Regions from separate parts of the Astyanax mexicanus genome. Here region 2 is linked to region 1. Evidence: chromatin contacts called from public Hi-C data. All regions are on one chromosome and are shown on one strand. Each heading gives the region's core, a stretch centred on a gene start, on an enhancer-like site or on the middle of the called end of the contact. The rest is flanking DNA. Distances are from core to core; before and after follow the strand shown.

Evidence for each region. A called contact is a pair of places that touch in the nucleus more often than the background predicts.
Region 2: a contact with region 1 is called in a Hi-C map of muscle, with 11 times the contacts expected there. The contact joins the enhancer-like site here to the promoter of hipk3b in region 1. A contact is called at or near these places in 3 of 3 Hi-C or Micro-C datasets (blood and muscle).

The regions. Positions count from the first base shown.
Region 1 is chr9:10,718,421-10,724,987 of AstMex3_surface, reverse strand. hipk3b (homeodomain interacting protein kinase 3b) reads right to left here and starts at 1,725. Exons shown (of 16, transcript XM_049483243.1): 1 at 1,340-1,725. It overlaps iqcg (IQ motif containing G), which reads left to right and starts at 3,807. Exons shown (of 9, transcript XM_022679485.2): 1 at 3,807-4,031; 2 at 5,000-5,202; 3 at 6,237-6,374. The coding sequence starts at 3,903.
Region 2 is chr9:10,785,369-10,791,639 of AstMex3_surface, reverse strand. It overlaps hipk3b (homeodomain interacting protein kinase 3b), which reads right to left. Exons shown (of 16, transcript XM_049483243.1): 6 at 6,119-6,271; 7 at 4,832-4,988. Among protein-coding and RNA genes, the nearest start is that of kiaa1549lb, 23 kb to the left of the region's middle. Within about 2 kb of position 2,454, the one cell type or tissue checked has an H3K27ac peak away from gene starts, as active enhancers do.

The sequences.
Region 1 (6,567 bases), core at 476-2,975:
GTACCATGTTACAGTATCGTGATTTAATATTGCATTACAGTAAAGTATGATTATTCGATAATACATTACAATATCGTGAGCTGGTATCATGTTACAGTATCCTGAGCTGGTATTGTGTTAAATTAAAGTATGATGATTTGATATTGCATTACAGTATCATGATCTGGTAAATGTTACAGTAAAGTATGATGATTTGACATTGAGGTACAGTATTGTGATCTGGTATCATCGAATCATCACATTTCACTGTAACGTGATATTGGAACACGATACTCTAACATTATATCAGATCATGGTACTGTAACATGGTACCAGCTCATGATACTGTAATGCAATATCGAATCATCATACTTTACTGTAAAGCTATATTGGATCATGATACTGTAACATGATACCAGATCACGAAACTGTAACATGATGTTGCATAATAACACTAATGCAATATCTTGTTACAGTATCGTGATCTGGTATCATATTACAGTACCATGATCCAATATCGCGTTGCACTAAAGTATGATGATTTGATAGCATTGCACTAAAGTCTGATGATTTTATATTGCGTTAAAGTGATGTATGATGATTTGATAGTGTTGCCCTTAAGTATGATGATTTGACAGTGTTACACTAAAGTCTGATGATTTGATATTGCATTACAGTATCGTGATCTGGTATCATGTTACAGTAAAGTAAGATTATTTGATATTGTGTTACTGTATTGTGATCCGAATTGGTGTTGCAGTATTGTGATCAGACATTGCATTGTAGTACAGTTTTTGTGATCTGAAATAATGTTACTGTAACATGATATTGCATCATAATAGCTTGTTACCGTAAAGTATGATTACAGTATTGTGATGACTACAGTACAGGAACGTGATCTGAAATTGCGATTCAATATTGTGAACAGATACTGTGTTACAGTATTGTGATCCCATATCGTATTACAGTAATGTATGATTACAGTATCGTGAACAGATATCGTGTTACAGTATCGCGATATAGAGCACTGCGTCCGTATCGCTGAGCCCCAGCCTGTAACTACTCCCTCCCCGGGTAGAGTTAGCAGCTAAGTTAGATTAGCCAACTAGCTAACTATCCCTGTACAGAGTCCCACTCAGGATAATCAGACTGATCTGATCTGCTGTAGATCAGACTGCAGCTGTTAATCAGATCAGATCAGATCAGATGATTAAATAATCAGACTGTAAATTAGTTAACCCGCAGCTCCAGCTGTAACTCTGTAACCCCACTAACTGTGTTCCGCTGACCCGCTCCGGCAGCGGCTCTCTCTCCCCGGGCTGCGGGGCGGCCGGCGGTCCGGCTGCGGGAGAAGCCTCACCTTCACGGAGGGGAAGAGCTGGACAGATCCGACGCTTCTCCGAACATTTTAAACTCTTAAACCCGCCTCACTCCGTGCTCTCGGGTCTGCGCTGCTGCTGCTGCTGCTGCCATCTTGTCCTGGAGATCCGGAGCGGAGACGTCGCGGTGTCCTCCTCCTCCTCTTCCCGCATCCTAAACTCCGCTACAGCGCTCTAACCCTGCCAGCAGCTCCTCAGCCGCTCCCCCGCACTGCCCGACGCGCTCTCACTGATACCGGGTACGGCCGCGCGGGCGCTGGAGCCCATCTCTCAGACGGGAGCCTCTGTGCTCTGTCCTCCCCGTTGCGCTGCTTCGCTCTCGGCTGAGGGAGGGGGAGCGCCGCGCTTATCATACAGCCAGACTCAAACAAACCAACCGAGAGACATCGAGCGAGGCCCCGCCGGGCCGTGTCCCAACAGCAGCGCGAGATGCCTAACTAGGGTGCCTAGCTAGGATGTACAGGGTCCTGCCGCCACGTGGCTGTTTAGAGAACAACAAACAGACAGACAGACAGGCATATAACTAAAATAAACAGACAGAGAGACCTACAGATATATAGACAGACAAATATACAAATAGATAGTCAGATATACAGACACATTAACAGAAAGACAGGCAGATAACCAACAGATAAACAAACATAGATAGATTGACGGACAGACAGATTATTAGACAGATAGACAGACAGATAGACAGACAGACAGACAGACTGACTGACAGATATATAGGCAGACAAATATACAGACACATTGATTAACATACAGACAGACAGACAGACAGACAGACAGACAGACAGACAGACAGATAGATAGATAGATAGATAGATAGACATTATAATCTAACATAAGAAGGCAGTGCAATAATGAATATACAGTGTGGAACAGCAGCAGGTATCAGCAGTTAATGAGAATTCTGAATAAACACATACACATATATGTATTTAGTAGTGTGGCTAGTGTCCAGAAGTGCAGATGTACAAATGTAAAGTGTATCTTTGTATTGTTATAGCTTTATATATAGTCTCTGTGTGTCAGGTGTGTGCAGGTGCATCTGGTAGATCACTGATTAGTAGAGTTTAATGGATCGATGATCAGCTCTGTGCTCGTTTAGTTCGGTCTGTTCTTCTGTGCTTCCATCCTCATACCCTGCTGCCCTCTGCTGCTACAGCAGATACATGCAGCAGTTCTGACTTAATCACACTCAGGTACTGTCAGTATACCATACTACTGAGAGTTAACAGCACAGTGCAAAAAAAAGACATATTACTACTGTACTACTATGAAATACGTAAATGTAAAATACAGAATAACAATAATGACTTTTATCTAGATGTGACCTCTCAGGTCATTTGAGAGGTGCACGATGCCACTCTTCAGAGAAGATGAGAAAATAGGAGAAAAACTTGCAATTAACTCCTTACCTCTTCTCATAATTAGATTCACATGTGTATGTAGGTTAAAGGTCAATAAGCTTACCAAACGTGTTTAAATAATTAGTGCTAAATGTATTCAAATAAAATGACAAGAGTGTTGAACGAAAAGAAAATGGTGTTGAAAGAATGAACAACTCACGATTTTCAGATTTGATACATGCAGATCCTTAAATCCAAATCTATTTAATTCAAAACTCAGAAATACAAATACATTCAGTAGATATATTTGTAGAAGGTATGTATCAGAATTAGGAATCTGAATTTTTACATTTAAAAATGTATGGAACTACTTTTTTAAGTTACTTTTAAATGTATTTTTAAGCAGCACATTTGGCCACCTCATAAATTCAGAATATAACCATTTTACTCTATTCACCCACATTTACTAGTGGTGAATAAATAGTGTCTGACTACCTATTGTTTAATTTTAGTCAGTGGAATAGAGTATTTTGTTAGGAAAAGAAGGAAAAGGGAAAGAAACCATACCTGTATGCATCTCCAGCTTTAGCTCACCAACCAATCAGCTCACAGTAGCCGTGATGCTTGCGTCTCTACAGCATAAACATACAGGTAAGTTTATTTTGCTTGTATCTAAATATTTGATTCTAGTTTCTAATATTAAATGAATATCTCGGACAAGTAGCCCCTATTTGGCCACCTCTTACGTTCAGAATATAAAAATTCTGATTAAAATTTATGAATTATGTCACTAAATAAGTGTATTAAAATATAAAAATGCAAGTTGAAATACATGTCATCCCGGGCTCCCTCTAGCAGTTTACAGTAATTTAATGTAATTCAATTTTTACAGTGATTTCTTTGTGTTGAAATTAATCACAATTTTTATATTTATAAATAACAAAATAATTTATTATACTTAAAATTAAATGAATATCCCGGGAAAGTAAGTAAGTAAATAATTTGTAAGTTAGTTAGTGAACTCCCATTCATTTTGGTCTCCTCCAGCGGTGAGCGCACTAAGTGCGCAGGCTCACCACGTTGCGCGTGCCGATACGTTAGTTGCGTACAGTGTGTCGCGTTACCAGGGGTAACGTGCGTAAAGCGCGCAGATTGCAGAGTTCGGTGTTGTCAGTGGCTGAACGGGAGAATTATGTCGTGCCGGGTTTCGGGAGTGGACCGGCTCCGGGTCTGCGCGGTTCTGGAGCGCTGTGCGGACCAGCTGGACATTCTGGGACACATCATGCCGAAGAACCGGAGGAGCCGCCCGGGGGCTGAGGAGGTCTGTAACCGGCTGTTGGAGGAGCAGAGTGGGGCTTAACACAGCTCTGTTCTAGTATAAATATAACTAAACATAACCTATAACCATAATCTATAACTTTAAAACATAATTACTATAACATATAACTATAGCCTATATAACTATAACCTATAAACCTATAACTGTAACCAATAACTGTAACCTATAACTATAACATATAACTATACCCTATAACTGTAAACTATAACCTATAACTATAACCTATAACTGTAACCTTTTACTATAAACTATAACCATGACCTATAACCTTTAACCATAACCAATAACTTTAACCTATAACTATAAACTATAACCTTTAACTATAAACTATAAGCACGACCTATAACTTTTAACCATAACCAATAACTTTAACCTATAACTATAAACTATAACCATGACCTATACCTATGACCTATAACTTTATTCTATAACTTTAACCTTAAACTATAACTATAACATATAAACATACCCTATAACTGTAAGCTATAACCTATAACTGTAACCTATAACTGTAACATTTAACTATAACCTTTAACCATAACCAATAACTTTAACCTATAACTATAACCTATAACCATGACCAATAAACTATAACCTATAACTTTATCCTAAAACTTTATCCTATAACTTTAACCTTAAACTATAACTATAACCTATAACTATAACCTATAACCATGACCTATAAACTATAATCTATAACTATAAACTGTAACCATGACCAATAAACTATAGACTATAACCTATAGACTATAACCTATAACTTTATCCTTAACCTATAACTATAACCTATAACAAATAACTGTACCCTATAACTGTCAACTATAACCTATAACTATAACCTATAACTGTAACCTGTAATTTATAACTATAACCTTTAACTATAAATAAATATAACCTATAACAATAACTGTAGAACATTCTAACTCATCCTGTGCTGTACTGTTGAGCAGGCAGAGGCTGCACATATCAGCGTGATCATTAAACAGCACCAGGCCGCTGAGAGTCACCTGAAGACTGTGCGTAAGAGTCGGGTAAATGATTCTGAACTCTCTGAGGCAGTGGAAGAGCTTCATCTGTCCCAAAACCAGCTCAGACGCACGCTGGAGGAAAGCTCATCCTCCCACAACAATCTGGCCAAAGTGGAGAGAGACAGGTACAGACACTTACATCTGATTCTTCTTCCTCCATAATAATGTAGACATTGTTTATTTGGGTGGTGAATTGGGGTTTGACACATAGTATTGTGCGTAATAATATCACTAAAATGTAAAAAAATAAATAAAAATGTGATAGTTTTAGATGTGATCAGGATACTCCTTTTTTTTTTTTTTTTGCAATTTGTAAAAAATGGAAAATTCACATTGTTCTTATTTTCCATTAAATATGTACTACATACAGATTATATCTGGCCAGTATCTTTTATTTTACTTTAGTCCTAGATATTTAGAGTGCTAATGATTATTTGTATCATGACATGTTGCATCATTGACTTCCATAATGTGCCATATCATATTGTATGCAATAAAAATATGGTGGTTGTGTGTTAATAGTGTGTGTTTCTCTGGTATAAGTGGATTAGACACAGCAGTGCTGCTGGAGTTTTTAAACATTTTAGCATCACTGGTAGAGAGAGAACATTCTATCAACCAAGAACATCCAAAAAAGTGTCTTGTGGGTATCATCCTGGCAGCGTCCTGTGGGCAGCGTCCTGTGGGCAGCATCCTGTAGGCAACATCCTGTGGGCAGCGTATCAGTGTCCTGTGAAGTAAAGGACCAGTGAATGATGAACACAAACTGTGCATTTTATATCTACAAACTGTGTCAGTTAGGGAGGAGTGTCTAATAGAGTGAAGTACAGTGAATACATTGTTTAAGAACTCCAGCAGCACTGCTAAAGTGTCTGATCCACTCGTACCAGCAACACAACAAATACTACTAACACACCAGCAACATGCCAGTGTCACTGCAGTGCTGAGAATAATAACCCACCACCAAAATAATACTGTTCTCACCACTAAATAGCAACAAAAACTAATAAAGTATGCAGAAAAACAGATACAGGACTACAGTCTATACTTATTATAGAACTACAAAGTATTCCTGTTTGCTCAGTGTAGCTGATAAGATGTGTAGAAACATGGAGATGTATATAATAATGAACCTAATAATGACCCACTCTGTTTGCAGGCAGTTTGTAGCCAAGGTGATCTCAGACCTGCTGGCTGAAATTCAAGAGAGTGGCACTTTTCACAGCCTGGTTCAGGCAACGGAGGAAGAGAGGAAGAAGAGCGATGGTGAAGATCACCTGCATGACACTGTCATAAGGTCTGAACATGAACGCTGAACTATCAATACTGTGGTGGACAGTATTTAATATTTGAAGCACGGCGACTCGAAACTGATACATCAGCTCACAGATGCCTTGTGCTGATCGACATCACCCTAGGAGTGATGAGGGGGAAAGAGCGCCATCTACCCACCCAGAGAGAGCAAGGCCAATTGTGCAAAAGTGCTTTCT
Region 2 (6,271 bases), core at 1,205-3,704, 66 kb before region 1:
AACGACCCATAGAGGGCGACATTGTAATTCTAGACACTGCTTATCCTGTATGTGAAAAGCAAACGCAGCACACAGAGCACAGAGCACTGAACACCGAACAGAGGCAAACAGTAAACACAGTAAACCTACAGCCCTCAGAACAACGTCCACCTCCACCAGTGCAGCACCAGAATAATCTGGGTTATTGCATTATGGCCATTATGCACTGGCAGCTCGAACGTGATCAAAAGGGCACAGAGACTGAGGCTACTCTCAGCCATGCCAGGAACAAAGACCCTTTTCACCTGTGTGAACAGCTGACCAGCCTTTTCCATTTAAATCTTAACTGGAACCAATTACGCCTAGCGATCTGCGCAGGCAGGGGTGGCTCGGGCTGATCATTCTGACGCAGAGAGGAGCGCATGTGATCAAAATGATCTTTAAACTCACTCTATTGATTAACAAAATCTTTATACAAACTTTCAGAAGCATTACGGATGGGGTTTCTCAAACAGGGATTAAGCGTAGTCTTGGACTACCAAAAATTCTGAATAGAGATTCTCCATTTAAAGAAAAAGTATGCTTAAGGACACCTCTTGCAATAAATGTATTCACTTTAAATTGCACCCACTGCTGACACAGAAGTGCAAATGCACACAAGCCCAAAACTCCTTGTCTAGGTATATAGAATTATTGCCAATAGAATAGGAGTCGCTGATTAATCTAGAGGGGTATAAAGTCTCCCAGCATTGAGCTGTGGAACTGTGTTCTCTGGAATGATGGTGCTCCAATTCATACTTCTGAAACGAGTTGGGGATGAGTTGAAGAGTTGGAGTTGAATTAGAGAAGTGTTAATGGATACACTGAAGATAAGTTACGTAACAATTTTAAGAAATGAGCCAGAAATAAGTTGAGTATGAGTTGGGTGGGTAGAGGTTGAGTTAGGGATGAGTTGGGGAGTCTTGGATGAGTTAGGGATGAGTTGGGCATAAGTTAGCGAATGAGTTAAGGATGAGTTAGGGATGTTTTGGGGAGTTTTGGATGAGTTAGGGATTAATTGGAGAACTAGGGAAATGCTGGGGACAAGTTAGGGATTGAGTTAAATATGAGTTAAGGATTAGTTGGGAATGAGGGGATGAAGTTAGAGACAAGTTGGCGTGATTTAGGGTTGAGTTGTTGAGTTAGGGATGAGTGGGGGAAGTAGGGACAGGTTGGGGATGAGTTGGAGATAAGCCAGGGAATTTGTTAAGGATGAGTTAGGGATGAGTTTATGAGTTTTGGATGAATTAGAAAAATTAGTTGGAAAATCTGAGTTGGGCATAAGTTAGGGAATGAGTTAGTGATGAGTCAGTGAGTTTTGCATGAGTTAGGGATGAGTTGGAGAATTAGGGATATGTTGGGGATGAGTTGGGGATAAGTTAGGGAATAAGTTAAGGAAGAGATGGGGATACAATGGGGATGAGTTGGAGAGTAAGCAATTATTTGGGAATGAGGGGATGAGTTAGAGACAAGTTGGGTGTGATTAGGGCTGAATTGTTGAGTCGTGGACGAGTTAGGGACGTGTTGGGGAGTTACGAATAGAGGTTGGGGAGTTTGGGATGAGTTGGGGATAAGTCAGGGAATAAGTTAAGGATGAGTTAGGAATGAGATTGGGATACATTGGGGATAAATTGGAGAGTTGGTGATTAGCCAGGAATGAGGGGATGAGTTAGAGACAAGTTGGGCATGATTTAGGGATGAGTTGTTTAGTTGTGGACAAGTAAGGGGTGAGATGGGGAATTAGAAATGGGATAAAGAGTTAGGGATGAGTTTTTTTTTTTTTTTTTTTTTTTTTTTTTTTTTAAGGTTTTATTTCAAATTTTCTCCCACTTTTCTCCCTAATTTAACTTAGCTGATTATCCCACTCATTCAGCTGCTACTCAGCTGTAACTTGCTGAGTAGCTTCACAGCGCGCTCCGAGGAAAGCGCAACGACTCGGTTCCGATACATAAGCTCACAGACGCCTTGTGCTGATCAACATCACCCTAGGAGTGGAGGAGGGAAAAGAGCATCATCTACCCACCCAGAGAGAGCAAGGCCAATTGTGCTTTCTCAGGGCTCCGGCAGCTGGTGGCAAGCTGCATGACCGGGATTCGATACACCAATCTCCCGATCATAGTGGCAGCTCTAGCGTGCTAAGTTAGAGTAAGCTAGGGAGCTGTGGATGAGTTAGGGAAGAGATAGGAATACAAAAGGGATGAGTTGGGGATGAGTTTTTTTGTTGTTTGTTTATTTTTTTTTATACATTTTTTTAACCTGCTTGATTTCAGATGTCAAACAACGAACAAGCAGACGTCCCAACACTTTTGCCCACAGACTGTAAAGGATGAAATCAAATTTCCCCAGCGTAAGCACTGTAAGCCCAGAGTCTGTGGGAGGTCAGCTCACTGAAGAGAGAGGTTTCTCCTCTCCTTGGCAACCGAACGCTCTCCCCATGTTGAACTGACGTCAGCCAGGGTTGCCATGACTATGATGCTGCCACGCAATAAGGTGGCATTAGTGAGGTCTGTGAGAGAACAATGGTGCGGAGGTAAACAGAGCCATTTACATGAGGAGCAGGGACACAAATACACGCCCTGACATCAGCCGGGTTCAAAGCAAACCATCGTGACACGGCAACTACACACAGGAAGCTCACACAAACACACACACACATACATACATGCGTGCATGTTGGTTTTGCTATTCTTGTGAGGACCTGCCATTCACAAAAGTACAGCTGCACTTAATTAATACTAGACCTAGACCTAACCTTAACATCAGTGACCAAAATCTTCCATCAATCTTTCCTTTCCTTTTTTTTTTTATCTTTGGTTTTTAAACCCAAAATATGATTTTGCTCTTGTTTTGGTAGTTTTTTTTTTTTTTTTTTTTTTACTGTCTTATTTATATCTTGTCTTATTGTTTTTGTGTTTCTTTTATGTTTTATTATTATATATGCACAGCACTTGATTTTATATGTTGTTTTTAAAGTGCTTCATAAATAAAGTTAAGAGTAGGGGTGTGCCATATCATATCGTACGTGATAATATCATCAAAAATTTTGAATATGGTGAACGATATTATACCCTGAAATATCGTGCCATATCACCCACCCCTAATTATCACATCAGGGTACTACTTTTTTGCCGTTTTTAGCAAAATAAAAATTCACACTGTACTCACTTACCATTATATATCTACTAGAGACAGATTATATCTGTCCACTATCATTTATTTTATTTTAATCCTTGATATATGAAGATATTTGAAATGTATTATTATTATAATGACATTCTGGATCATTGACTTCTGTTATAAATCTGATAAAACATTTTTTTATAGCCATATCATATTGCATGCCATAATAAAATTCTAAATAATTTTTCTAATTTGTCTAGTGTTTTGTCATATCGCCAAAAGTATAATTGTCCTGAAAATACCATTAAATATCGTGATATGATTTCAGAGCCATATTGCCCACCCCTAGTTAAGAGTTGACATAAGTTTAAAAATAATTCTGAAAGTTTAAAAGTCATTAAAAGTTGTGAGGACCACCACAACATCCTCACAAACCAAGAAACTATTACATATCACTATGCCTGTGAGAGCATGATGTCCTCACAAAGTAAGCAAAACGTTCAATTCAACAAACACGCATTCACACAAGCACACACACACACACTGTGAGCCCATTTCTTACAAACACTTCCACACACTCCACTGCTGGGCTTTAATACAGAACCATATGTTACGTAAAAGTCTAAACTGAGGCGGAGCGTGTTCTGACACTGCTAATTTGACTGTTTCAGCTGGTAATCGTGTTCCAACAGCGAGACGCTGCTTGTGTAACGCTGAAAGCACGTCATGCTCCCTCGTGTTTCAGCACAGACCTGGCCGTGTTTATGGCCGGTGCATTCGCTAACCAAACACAGGCGACAAACAGCTGCAAACTAACTGCATCAGGAGGCTGTTTACAACGTAGGCAAGAGGCAAAACAGAAGGCAAGAGTTTAAATATCAAATGCAACTGTTGTTTGTGAGCAGAGGAGGGAAGCTACAAAGAAAACCCAAGACGCTGTTCTAAGCTACGCTGACTCCTGAGAAATAAGGAAAAATAGTCATGGTCATGTCACCAGTGAGGGGGTGCTTTTCCTGGCGGGGGTGTTGAATTCGGCACCATAGTATAGCCGAAATCTGCACCCCCGCCATGAAAAGCACGCCATTTCTGGAGATAATCCGCTTTAAGTTTACTCAGAAATACGCTCCAGAGAGGGGGTGCTTTTCCTGGCATGGGTGCTAAATTTGGCACAACACCGGTATCTATACTTTAAGTGTTAAGTTTAAGTTCTGGAGATTTGGGCTTCAGGTGGTCCAGCAGACTAAGGCGCTTCTACTATGATCAGAAGATTGCTGGTTCGAATCCCAGTCATGCAGCTTGCCATAAGCTGCTACAGCCCTGAGAGAGCACAATTGGCCTTGCTCTCTCTCTGGTAGGTAGATGACACTCTTTCCCCACATCACTCCAAAAGGTGATGTCGATCAGCGGCCGGCGTCTGTGAGCTGATGTATTTGAACCGAGTTGCTGCACTTTCCTCTGAAAAGACGCAGTGATTGACACATGTGAAGCTGTGAAGCTATCAAGCCAGAGGAGGCATGTACTAGTCTTCACCCTCCGTGTGCTGAGGCATCACTAGTGATGGGGGGTATACAGCTGACTAGCAGCTGAATGAGTAAATATATTGGCCAGATAAATTGGAAGAAACACTGGAAAAAAAATAGAAATAAAAATAAAGTTCTGGAGATTTATTGGCGAGAAAAGAAACGACACGTACTTGAGTGTGCACGCTGGCCATCTTGCTGAAGGGCACGGTCAGGTTGGGGGCCGAGGTGGTGACAGGCCTCACAAACGGAGCTTTGTTCCGGTTGATGGTGTCGTATGTGCCAGGACGTGACCGGCACACGTCCATGATGTGGAAACATGATTTGACACTACGAGGAAAGAGGAAAAAACAGGAGTTACTGTCCATCTCTATTATCATAGGAAGAGGCTGAAAAACAGATTTGCCTTTATGAGGCGATGGAGATACATTCTTGTTCTATATATATATTAAAAAAAAGAAAAAGAAAAGAAAATTATATATATTATAATTATGTATATATACAGCTGTGGAAAAAATAAGAAACCACATAAAAATGCTGAGCTTCTTTGATTTTACCAAATTGAAACCTCTGGAATATAATCAAGAGGAAGATGGATGATCACAAGCCATCAAACCAAACTGAACTGCTTGAATGTTTGTACCAGGAGTAAAGGCATAAAGTTATCCAAAAGCAGTGTGTAAGACTGGTGGAGGAGAACATGCCAAGATACATTAAAACTGTGATTAAAAAACAGGGTTATTCCACCAAATATTGATTTCTGAACTCTTAAAACTTTATAAATATGAACTTGTTTTTTTTCTTTGCATTATTTGAGGTCTGAAAGCTCTGCATCTTTTTCCTTATTTCAGCCATTTCTCATTTTCTGCAAATAAATGCTCTAAATGACAAAATATTTTTATTTGGAATTTGGGAGAAATGTTGTCTGTAGTTTATAGAATAAAACAACAATGTTCATTTTACTCAAACATAAATCTATAAATAGCAAAATCAGAGAACCTGATTCAGAAACTGAAGTGGTCTCTTATTTTTTTCCAGAGCTGTGTGTGTTTGTTTGTGTGTGTATACATAATTATACAATTATATACACTAATTATATACACATACACATGCACACTAGTGCATCTCAAATAATTCGAATATTATTAAAAAGTGATTTTTATTTCACTTTATTTCGGTTTAAAATGTGAAACTCATATTATATAGCTGTATTAAACACAGAGAGATCTATTTTAAGTGTTTATTTATTTTATTGTTGATGATTATTATTATTGCTTACAGCCAATGGGTCCTTTTGGCAGTGTGGGCAGTGTGCCAAGCACTGCTGGAAAATGAAATCTGCATCTCCATAAAAGTTGTCAGCAGAGGGAAGCAAAAAATGCAGTAGGATTTTTCCAGAAAAACACTGCACTGACTTTATTTATATAATATAAATAAAAATAAATAAAATAACTGCTCACTGGTTGCTTTGGGGAAAGTCCAGCAGGTGCTGCATGGTGATAAAGGGATGGTTGAGGGCGTCACTGGGGACTATCCTCTTCTCTGCATCTATTAACAACATCTTCTTCAGCAAGACCACAAACTCTCCACGGTCCACCTTCTCTGCCATCAAG